Regions from separate parts of the Mus musculus genome. Here region 1 is linked to region 2. The links are chromatin contacts, called in public promoter capture Hi-C maps. All regions are on one chromosome and are shown on one strand. Each heading gives the region's core, a stretch centred on a gene start, on an enhancer-like site or on the middle of the called end of the contact. The rest is flanking DNA. Distances are from core to core; before and after follow the strand shown.

Evidence for each region. Capture Hi-C pulls out chosen DNA fragments and counts their contacts.
Region 1: a contact with region 2 is called in a promoter capture Hi-C map of adipose tissue. The contact joins two enhancer-like sites. A contact is called at or near these places in 6 of 484 Hi-C or Micro-C datasets (the G1E-ER4 cell line, Sertoli cells, embryonic fibroblasts and 3 more), 1 of 115 datasets of contacts at active chromatin or transcription factors (fibro-adipogenic progenitors) and 4 of 9 other capture datasets (adipose tissue, embryonic stem cells, liver and 1 more).

What each region holds. Positions count from the first base shown.
Region 1 is chr12:84,941,856-84,946,052 of GRCm38.p6, forward strand. Arel1 (apoptosis resistant E3 ubiquitin protein ligase 1) reads right to left here. Exons shown (of 20, transcript NM_178065.5): 3 at 1,477-1,537; 4 at 1-102. The coding sequence starts at 1,492. Among named protein-coding and RNA genes, the nearest start is that of Arel1, 27 kb to the right of the region's middle. Within about 2 kb of position 1,341, at least 14 of the 459 cell types and tissues checked have an H3K27ac peak or open chromatin away from gene starts, as enhancers often do. A contact at or near this core is called in adipose tissue, where this site is marked.
Region 2 is chr12:84,789,676-84,793,704 of GRCm38.p6, forward strand. Ltbp2 (latent transforming growth factor beta binding protein 2) reads right to left here. Exons shown (of 36, transcript NM_001370743.1): 21 at 3,944-4,029; 22 at 3,282-3,407; 23 at 2,147-2,269; 24 at 1,922-2,047; 25 at 1,320-1,442; 26 at 567-698; 27 at 83-208. Among named protein-coding and RNA genes, the nearest start is that of Isca2, 18 kb to the left of the region's middle. Within about 2 kb of position 1,351, at least 17 of the 459 cell types and tissues checked have an H3K27ac peak or open chromatin away from gene starts, as enhancers often do. A contact at or near this core is called in adipose tissue, where this site is marked.

The sequences.
Region 1 (4,197 bases), core at 91-2,590, 150 kb after region 2:
GCTCACGGTCTTCATTCTGAAGAAAGCTGACTACACGTGCGGCAAGCTCAAAGAGGAACTTAATTGTGAAGAAGAATGCAACCACAGACACTATGATTCCACCTACACGAAAGAGAAACACAAACCACATTACAGCGACTACAGAACAGACTGGCAGCTCACAATGCTTAAAGGAGTCAGAAGTATCTGCAAGATTGTAAGAACGAAGGAGGAGAGGGAGGGAGGAAAGAAGGAAAGAAGGAAGGAAGGAAGGGAGGAAGGGAGGGAGGGAGAAAGGGAGGGAGGAAGGAAGGGAGGAAGGAAGGAAGGAAGGAAGGAAGGAAGGGAGGGAGGGAGAAAGGGAGGGAGGAAGGAAGGGAGGAAGGAAGGAAGGAAGGGAAGAAGGGAGGAAGGGAGGAAGGGAGGAAGGGAGGAAGGGAGGAAGGGAGGGAGAAAGGGAGGAAGGGAGGAAGGGAGGGAGGAAGGGAGGAAGGGAGGAAGGGAGGGAGAAAGGGAGGAAGGGAGGGAGGAAGGGAGGAAGGGAGGAAGGGAGGAAGGGAGGAAGGGAGGAAGGGAGGGAGGAAGGGAGGAAGGGAGGAAGGGAGGAAGGGAGGAAGGGAGGAAGGGAGGAAGGGAGGAAGGGAGGGAGGAAGGGAGGAAGGGAGGAAGGGAGGAAGGGAGGAAGGGAGGAAGGGAGGAAGGGAGGAAGGGAGGAAGGGAGGGAGAAAGGGAGGAAGGAAGGAAGGGAGGAAGGAAGGAAGGAAGGAAGGAAGGAAGGACGGACGGACGGACGGACACTGTAATGTGTAGAAAGGAGCTTCTAGAGCATAATTAGCTAACTGATCTCAGGACAAACCCCACCCTGGTGTTACACCTCTGTAAATGAAGCTATGCTAGGACATCACCTCACCAGTCCTAAACGAACCACCCAGGCAGAGCTGAGTATGTGGAAGGAGACCGTATGTTTGCAAAACGAGGAATGTATTTGTTCTCTTGCCTTTCACAGACCAGTCTGCTGACCCTGTTGTCTATCACGAAGCCCAGGCACAACCCCTCCCACCGTCCTGCCATGCTGCCCCTCACAGAAGTGCTTAGCATAGTGTGCTCTTGCTTCCCTCCACCTGGAAGCCTTTTGTTTGCTTGTCCACTTGGCAAAAGCCTTCCACAAGTCCCATCAGTTAGGGCTTCCTTCTTTTGGGCCCCCTCAAACTTCTGTATCTACTAACTTCACTTACCTACCTCCCCCTTCGTGTTGTGAACTCCTTACAGGCAGATTTTTGCCTTGACTTGGACTTTACAGTAAACAGTGTCTGGCACACACTATAATTACTCAATAACTATTTCCCAAATGAATGAACTCTGCCAACTGTGTGAGGGTACGTTCTGGCACAAGTGGAGCTATTTCTAGCTCCATGTTCAAGGAGAAGGTGAGATAGGGAGGCAAACAGGAACTCGACAACATTAACCAAAGACAAGGGAAACGATCCAATCACATACCAATAACGTAAAACATCAGGTCTCTTCAACGCCACCGGACAGCCGAGGATCACAGCTGCAACTGCAAAAGAACATCTGTTCAGTGTCTTCCAGGTCTCCTTAAAGCCACCCCAGGAGACAAAGCAGAGCACGTGCCGTAAGCCTACCAGCTCTAGTCTCGTGCCTTAACGTCCCCATCCTCTCTGCCACGCCCGATAGGGGCCCTGTGCCATGTGTCACACAAATAGACTATGGCGCTCTGCCTAAGGGCTTAGGGTCTACTGACCGTTCTCAGAAGGCAGCCACTTGATTTAGTGCTAGCTACATATGAAATGATACAGCTCTCATCTTAGTTCCTCTTCCGTGAAGAGTGCTGCTAATTAGGACAAGGAAAGAGGATAATGGAGCACTTCCCCCATGTTATCTGCCCTCTGAAAGCAATCCAGCTAAGTAGAAAAAACAGCTATATAAATTGAAGATATTTTTTACAAGTAAATATGATCGTCATGCTAGCATCAAGAAAGCAAAGTGAACTCTGGGTCATCCCAATAATAAGTAGCGGGTACAAAGGAGGAGTCATTCGTGACATTACCAGATCAGACAAACGGATGGGCCCTAGGGAAGATGGATTCAACAGAAAGCAGAGTTGTGGAAAAAAAGGAGGGGATGAAACCTTCCATCCTAAGTGGTGTCCACTAAGACCAGAGTCTGAGGGGGAATTTTCACTGTTACTCAACTTGTTTTCCCCCAATTCGTACATCAGCATCCCGCACTCAGAGACTAGACATCTAAAGATTTCTAGACTCCAACCTTGGAGAGCACAGAACAATTTGAAAAGGGAAAGGAGAACAGGCACCTGTGTGCATTTATATCTGATTGTGCGTCAAGGTTTTAAGAGAGAGAGAGGTGACACATGGCTTGAGACACAAGGACAGGAAAGTGCCTACCTGCCTCTGACAATTACAACCTTTTGCCCACCATGAGGCAGCTGGCAAACGGCAAACCAAAACAGGAAGGAAGGGCCAGGGCGATAGCTAATCTACACCTCCATGGGTGTGACAGTTCTTGCTGCTTTAACAAGTTAGGATTTACTATCTTCACCTCCTTAGCATAACTCTGGCATAGTTCATCAGAGTACTGACAGCTCTAAAGGCAGAGTGGAACAAATAGTGAAACACAGAGGAGCAAGCAGACAGATGCCTCCATCCTTCAGTCAGATTCATAAGCTCAAACTGTGACCCTGGCCAAGCCACCTAATCTCTCCACTGAGAGCCAGTTTTCTTCTCTGTCAAATGGAGAGAGTACTCACAGGCACCTCACTTGGGTGTTATTAGGACTTAGTGGGCTAACACGTCAGCCTAGAACTGCAGTGAGCTTTCAGTCTTTGTGCTGCTTATCTATAGAACCAGCATCATACCTCCTTTGCTTCAGAGCTGACAGGAAATTCAGGGAGAAATGTATTAACAATTACAAAGGACATGATTTCTCACTGGATCAACAAATCTTACCCTTCAAGGGAATTCTTTACACTCTTCTAATGTGATGACTGAAAACTTTTATAAGAAGTTAAGAACTCGCATTAAAGCAAACCATCCAACAAATTCTAAGTGCTTGCTGTGTCAGGCACTGGGAAACAGCCCAGAGCATAACATCCACTCTGACTCCAGCAAGAGTCACCTTTGCCTTGTTAAACCCTTGGGCATTGTTTTTCCCTATTAGATTATTTCTCAACCAAATTATTAGTACTGGCTTTTACATTGCCTAGACCTTTTCCAGTAAGTCATTTCTATTGCCTCTACCACAATCCTCTTCACACTTAAAACCCAGGACCAGTGACTACTTTTTCCCAAGGGACTCTCCTCGTCTTAGAACATCTGAGTAAGGCCTGAGCTCTGTCGCTTGCAAACTCACTGTTCTGACCTTTCTAAACCATCCTTTCCTCTAACCTCACAGCCCTAGAGGCTTCCTAAAACACGTACCCTGCTCCAAGTCTCCCTAAGGTCACATCCTGAGCCTGTAATCCTCTCCATCTCCCGCCCTCTCCTTCCTCCTGGCACACAGCCTCGATGACTGTCATGGGTTCCCTCTGCCCTGTCTGTCCTGCTCCACCCTACACTACTCTCCGTAGCCACACCTCACATACTCTTTCATCATTTCTCCTCGGATTCCTGTTACCCAGGTCAGAAACTACACTCGCATATATACTCCCTGAATGCCCTGTCTCCACACATTTTCAAAAAGCCATCTCTTGGTACAGTAAACCTGGTCAAAACCCATGAGTGAGGTCTCAGACCCCAGCAGAGAAGCTACAGCTATAGTTGGGCTAAATGGAAATGATGTCTGTTAAACTCCTTCTAAAGAATGTTTACAGTCACAGGGCACTTTTGTTGTCATTTGTGGTTATTAGAGAACTTTTGATTGACTGTGGACAAGGGTAGCTATACTCATGGCTAGTCAAATGATAAGAATAGTGACTTGAATACATACTCAAGAATAAATGAGACATCTGCATCATCCTATTCAGGGCTCAAGGAGCACTGCAGAAGAGAAGACCACAGAACTTAAGAGGCAAAGATGGAAGAAAGTGGTAGCATACTGTTGGCCAGACGTGGCAGGGCTGCCACACTTTTGAACTCATGGGAGCTATGGCTACCTATACAAGACTTGCATATGATGGAGCCTGTTAACATCCTAGCATGGAGAAGGGATGAACTCACAAGGCCCCAGCCCTTACTGAGGATT
Region 2 (4,029 bases), core at 101-2,600:
AGAAAGACAACCATTGGTGGAAATGAGAAGGGTCCCAGCGTCTTTCCTAGCCCAGACCTGGGGTAGCCCGCAGGCTACTCACCAACACACTCCCAGCCTGATGGTGAGGTCTCGAAGCCCTGGTCACACAGGCAGCGGAAGGAGCCGTCCGTGTTGTCACAGAAGCCATGGTTCCCACACACAGTGTCATTGGCACATTCATCTATGTCTGAGGGACAATGGGGACCAGGGTATGCATAGTCCCTATGTTTGCGGGGAGTACTTATTTATCTGGTCTATTAACACCAAGATTTGAAAACAAACCAATGAACAAACAACAATAACAACAAAAAAACAACCCCTGGACACAGCACAAGAAACCCTTAACTCTAACGTTCTTCTTTAATTTTTGTGTAAGTGTCACTGTACAGGAAATACACAAATTTCAAAGAAGTGCCCAAACAGTGAGTGTTCTTGGGAGAAATTGTTTCTAGTTCAATGAAGGAAAAAACCAACTGTTCTTGGCTCTCCTCACTCCCCTGAGCCCTCCTTGGCCCTCCCGCCTTGACCTCCATCCTCCTACTCACCAATGCAGTCTCCATTTGGCGCCACATAGAAGCCAGGCTGGCAGTCCAGGATGCAGCGGTAGGAACCAGGACTGTTCTCACACCTCCAGGCTCCGCACACCGGGTCTTCACGGTCCTCACACTCATCAATATCTGTCCCCAGAGCCATGAGAGGGGGCAGATGTGTGGCTCAGGTCACTGCTCTGACCCTACCTGGCTGACATTACAAGCTCATATCCCTCTGCTTCTGAGGTCTCTTTCAAATCACTGTGCTCACCTCACCCCAAGCAGATGCACTCAGGATAGTTTCCCCTGACCCAGCAGGGCTGGGCATCTAGGAAGACAACTACACACCATTTGGGAAGCTCTGAGAGCGAGCGTGCTCGGCCTCCTCTGGACCATTTTCACCCCAGTGAGGATCAGGGAGCTTTCTTCAATATCTAGCTCCCTTTCCAATTTCAAGATGGTCTGTAACCATCTGTCCTACCAGAAGAGATTGAACGTAGCAGGTGTTTGGTATCTGCTGAATGTATCTGGCCTTTACAACTAGATGGTGGGCTCTGCTGGTATAAAGATTATTGTCTTTATCATGCCAGCCTTGGGTAAGTCCCTCCAGTCATCAGAATCTCTATAAATACAGTATACTTTGAATCCTGTAGAAAATGCTTTACTTCCTGAGAAGCTGTGCTCATCGTTCCAGGGAGCTAAGAAGGACATGGGGACAGAGGCGGGCAGAAGTAAAGCCGAGCCCCACCCCGTCCCTAGAGTCCTTACCCAAACATTCTCCGCTGTCTGGGGAGGGCTGGAAGCCAGTCTCACACAGACAGCTGAAGGAGCCCTCTGTGTTGACACAGTGTCCTCCCGGACACGGGTCTGTGGCTGCACATTCATCAACATCTAGGATAGAGATGCCCATGAGCAGATGCAGCTAACGGTAGGATAGAGATGCCCGTGAGCAGATGCAGCTAACGGGTCTCTTTAGAGCTTGCTAGGGCCCCAAGCTGCTTCCTTCAGACCTCAAGGAGCCCACAGGAGATCGAGGGAGAAGCTCAGAGTAGGAGGATCAAGGGGACCAGTCCAGTGCCAGGAACCTGAGGCCACGCTGGGGGAAGGGCTCTAGTGGGGGGTGGGGCTCCGTCAGCAGGAGAAAGGGAACACTGAGACCCTGGAGAGCATGCACATCTGCCACAGGCATCACAGAGGGCCCTCTGACTGACTCTAAGCACTTCCTGGATCTTTCACATCTCCCCAGTCCTCCCCAGTCCCGGGTGGGCTGTGGGTATGCTGTTCACTTCAGTAAGGGTGTTCAGAAGGTACTCTGATCTAGAAACCAGTCCTGCTGGTGGACCTTAGACATGACCACGCTGACTTCTTACCCTGGCATCTGGTGCCCCCCTCAGCACTAGCAAAGCCGGGTGCACAGAGGCAGAAGAAGGAGCCCAGGCTGTTGAGGCACTCGCCGTGAGGAGCACAATGCTCTTCCCCAACACACTCATTCACGTCTGCAGGGGCAAGATGGGAAGGGCGTGTCTCCAGGGATGCCTTCACCTCTGCAAGACACTCACTGTCCCCAGCTCCTGACAGGAGACTTGGGTACTCACCCTCACACATGGTGCCATTGACCAGCTGGAAGCCCTGGTGACAGAGGCATTGGTAGGAACCTTCTGTGTTCTTGCATTCGCCTCCCCGGCAGCTGCTTTGGGGACCTTCACACTCATCCACATCTGTAAGGCCACACACAGGAAGGGACCTATCACCTGCCTGAGGGGACTGGACCTGTGACGTTTATCTCTTTTCCCAGAGCAGCACAGCTGGGAGAAGCTCAGGAGAGGACCACGGGGAGAAGGATGGCAAGAGATCTTTCCATTTGGTCTAGCCTTGGCTGGGTTCCTTTCTCACCCAACAGTCCTAGTCCAGGGAAACCCAAGCCTCCTTCCCCTGTCTTGGGTTAAGAAGCAATGGGAAGTGAGTCGAGGGAACAGAAGCCTGGAGCCTGAGACAGTCATTTATTTTGCCTGTGTGTAAGTTTGTTTTGAGATAGGATCTCATGTAGTTAAGCACTGGCCTTGCCTCCAAGATGGCCAGGGATGACCTTGAACTCCTAATCCTCTTGTTTCTACCTCCTAAAGGCCAGGGTTACGATCCTGGATCATCACAGCTGTCCTGCCTGCCCCCGACCCCTACATCCCTTCTCTCGCTAAGTAGCCCTGGTTGGCCTTGGACCGGGCCACTCGATTGTTGGGATCATAGGCATTATTAACACTACTGGGAAGCACAACGGACACTCTAGAATTGTGCTTCTCAACCTTCCTAATGCTGCAACCCTTTAATACAGTTCCTCATGTGGAGACCCCAAATCATATAATTATTTCATTCCAACTTCATAACTGTAACTTTGCTACTATTATGAGTCATAATATAAACATCTGATATGCAGGATATCTGATATGCCTCCCCTGTGAAAGAGTCATTTGATCCCCAAAGGGGTCGAGACCTACAGGCTGAGAACCCCTGCTCTTGAAGCATATAATAGGGTATCACTCAGTCTAGGCCAAGGCCCAAGGAACCACATGTGTCTCGTGTTTCTTGTTATCCCCCTTGGTACCCCTGAGACACTGCAGCCTGCACACCAGTGCCTTCATGGTGTGCATGTGTGTTTCTTGTTTCTTCTTGTACATGCTTGGTTAGTCTACTGTAATCCATCTGCACTCTCCCCACAGGGGAGGGTTCTCTTACCTTCGCATCTGTTGCCCAGGGGGTTGGGCCGGTAGCCCCTGTCACAGTCCTTGCAGGAGAAGGAGCCTACAGTATTGGTGCAGACGCCTGTGGGGCAGACTCCAGGGAAGGCACATTCATCCAAGTCTAGGCAGAGAGACAACTGTGGCCATGGACCCAGGAGGGCAGTCCCAGCAATGAAGCCATCCCTCACTACACCTCTCGCCCATCTGGATCTCCAGAGAAGGGCAAGCCTTGGCCATATTCTATAAGGCGACCTTGTACTTCCTTCCTAGAAAGCTCCTTGCGTAGCCATACCTCCAGCTTACCTCTTTTGAGAGACAGTGTTATATAGCTCAGGCTGGCCTTGAACTCATTCTGTAGTTAAGGCTGGCCTTGAACTCCAGATCCCTCTGCTCCCAACCCCAAGTCCTGGGATCATGGTCATCACACGAAATCACGGTAGGTGACTTTAGCTTCCCTTTTGTCTCTGTGACCATTTGTCTCATCTTTGAACTTAGAAGTTATGTCAAGTTCAGAAGCTCTCTGAGGCCAAGTCTCCCCAAGTTCCCTCTAACCTAACCCAGAGACTCAGGATCAGCCCAAGGCTGGAGACAAACAGATGCTATTTAAGAGGGAGGGAGGCCTATATAATGTCCCTCTGTAACCATCTCTCCTGTTACCTTCACAGGCAGTGCCATCTTCGTTCACCCAGTACCCGCTCTGACAGGCTGAGCAGGTGAAGGAGCCCTCCGTGTTGAGGCAGAGG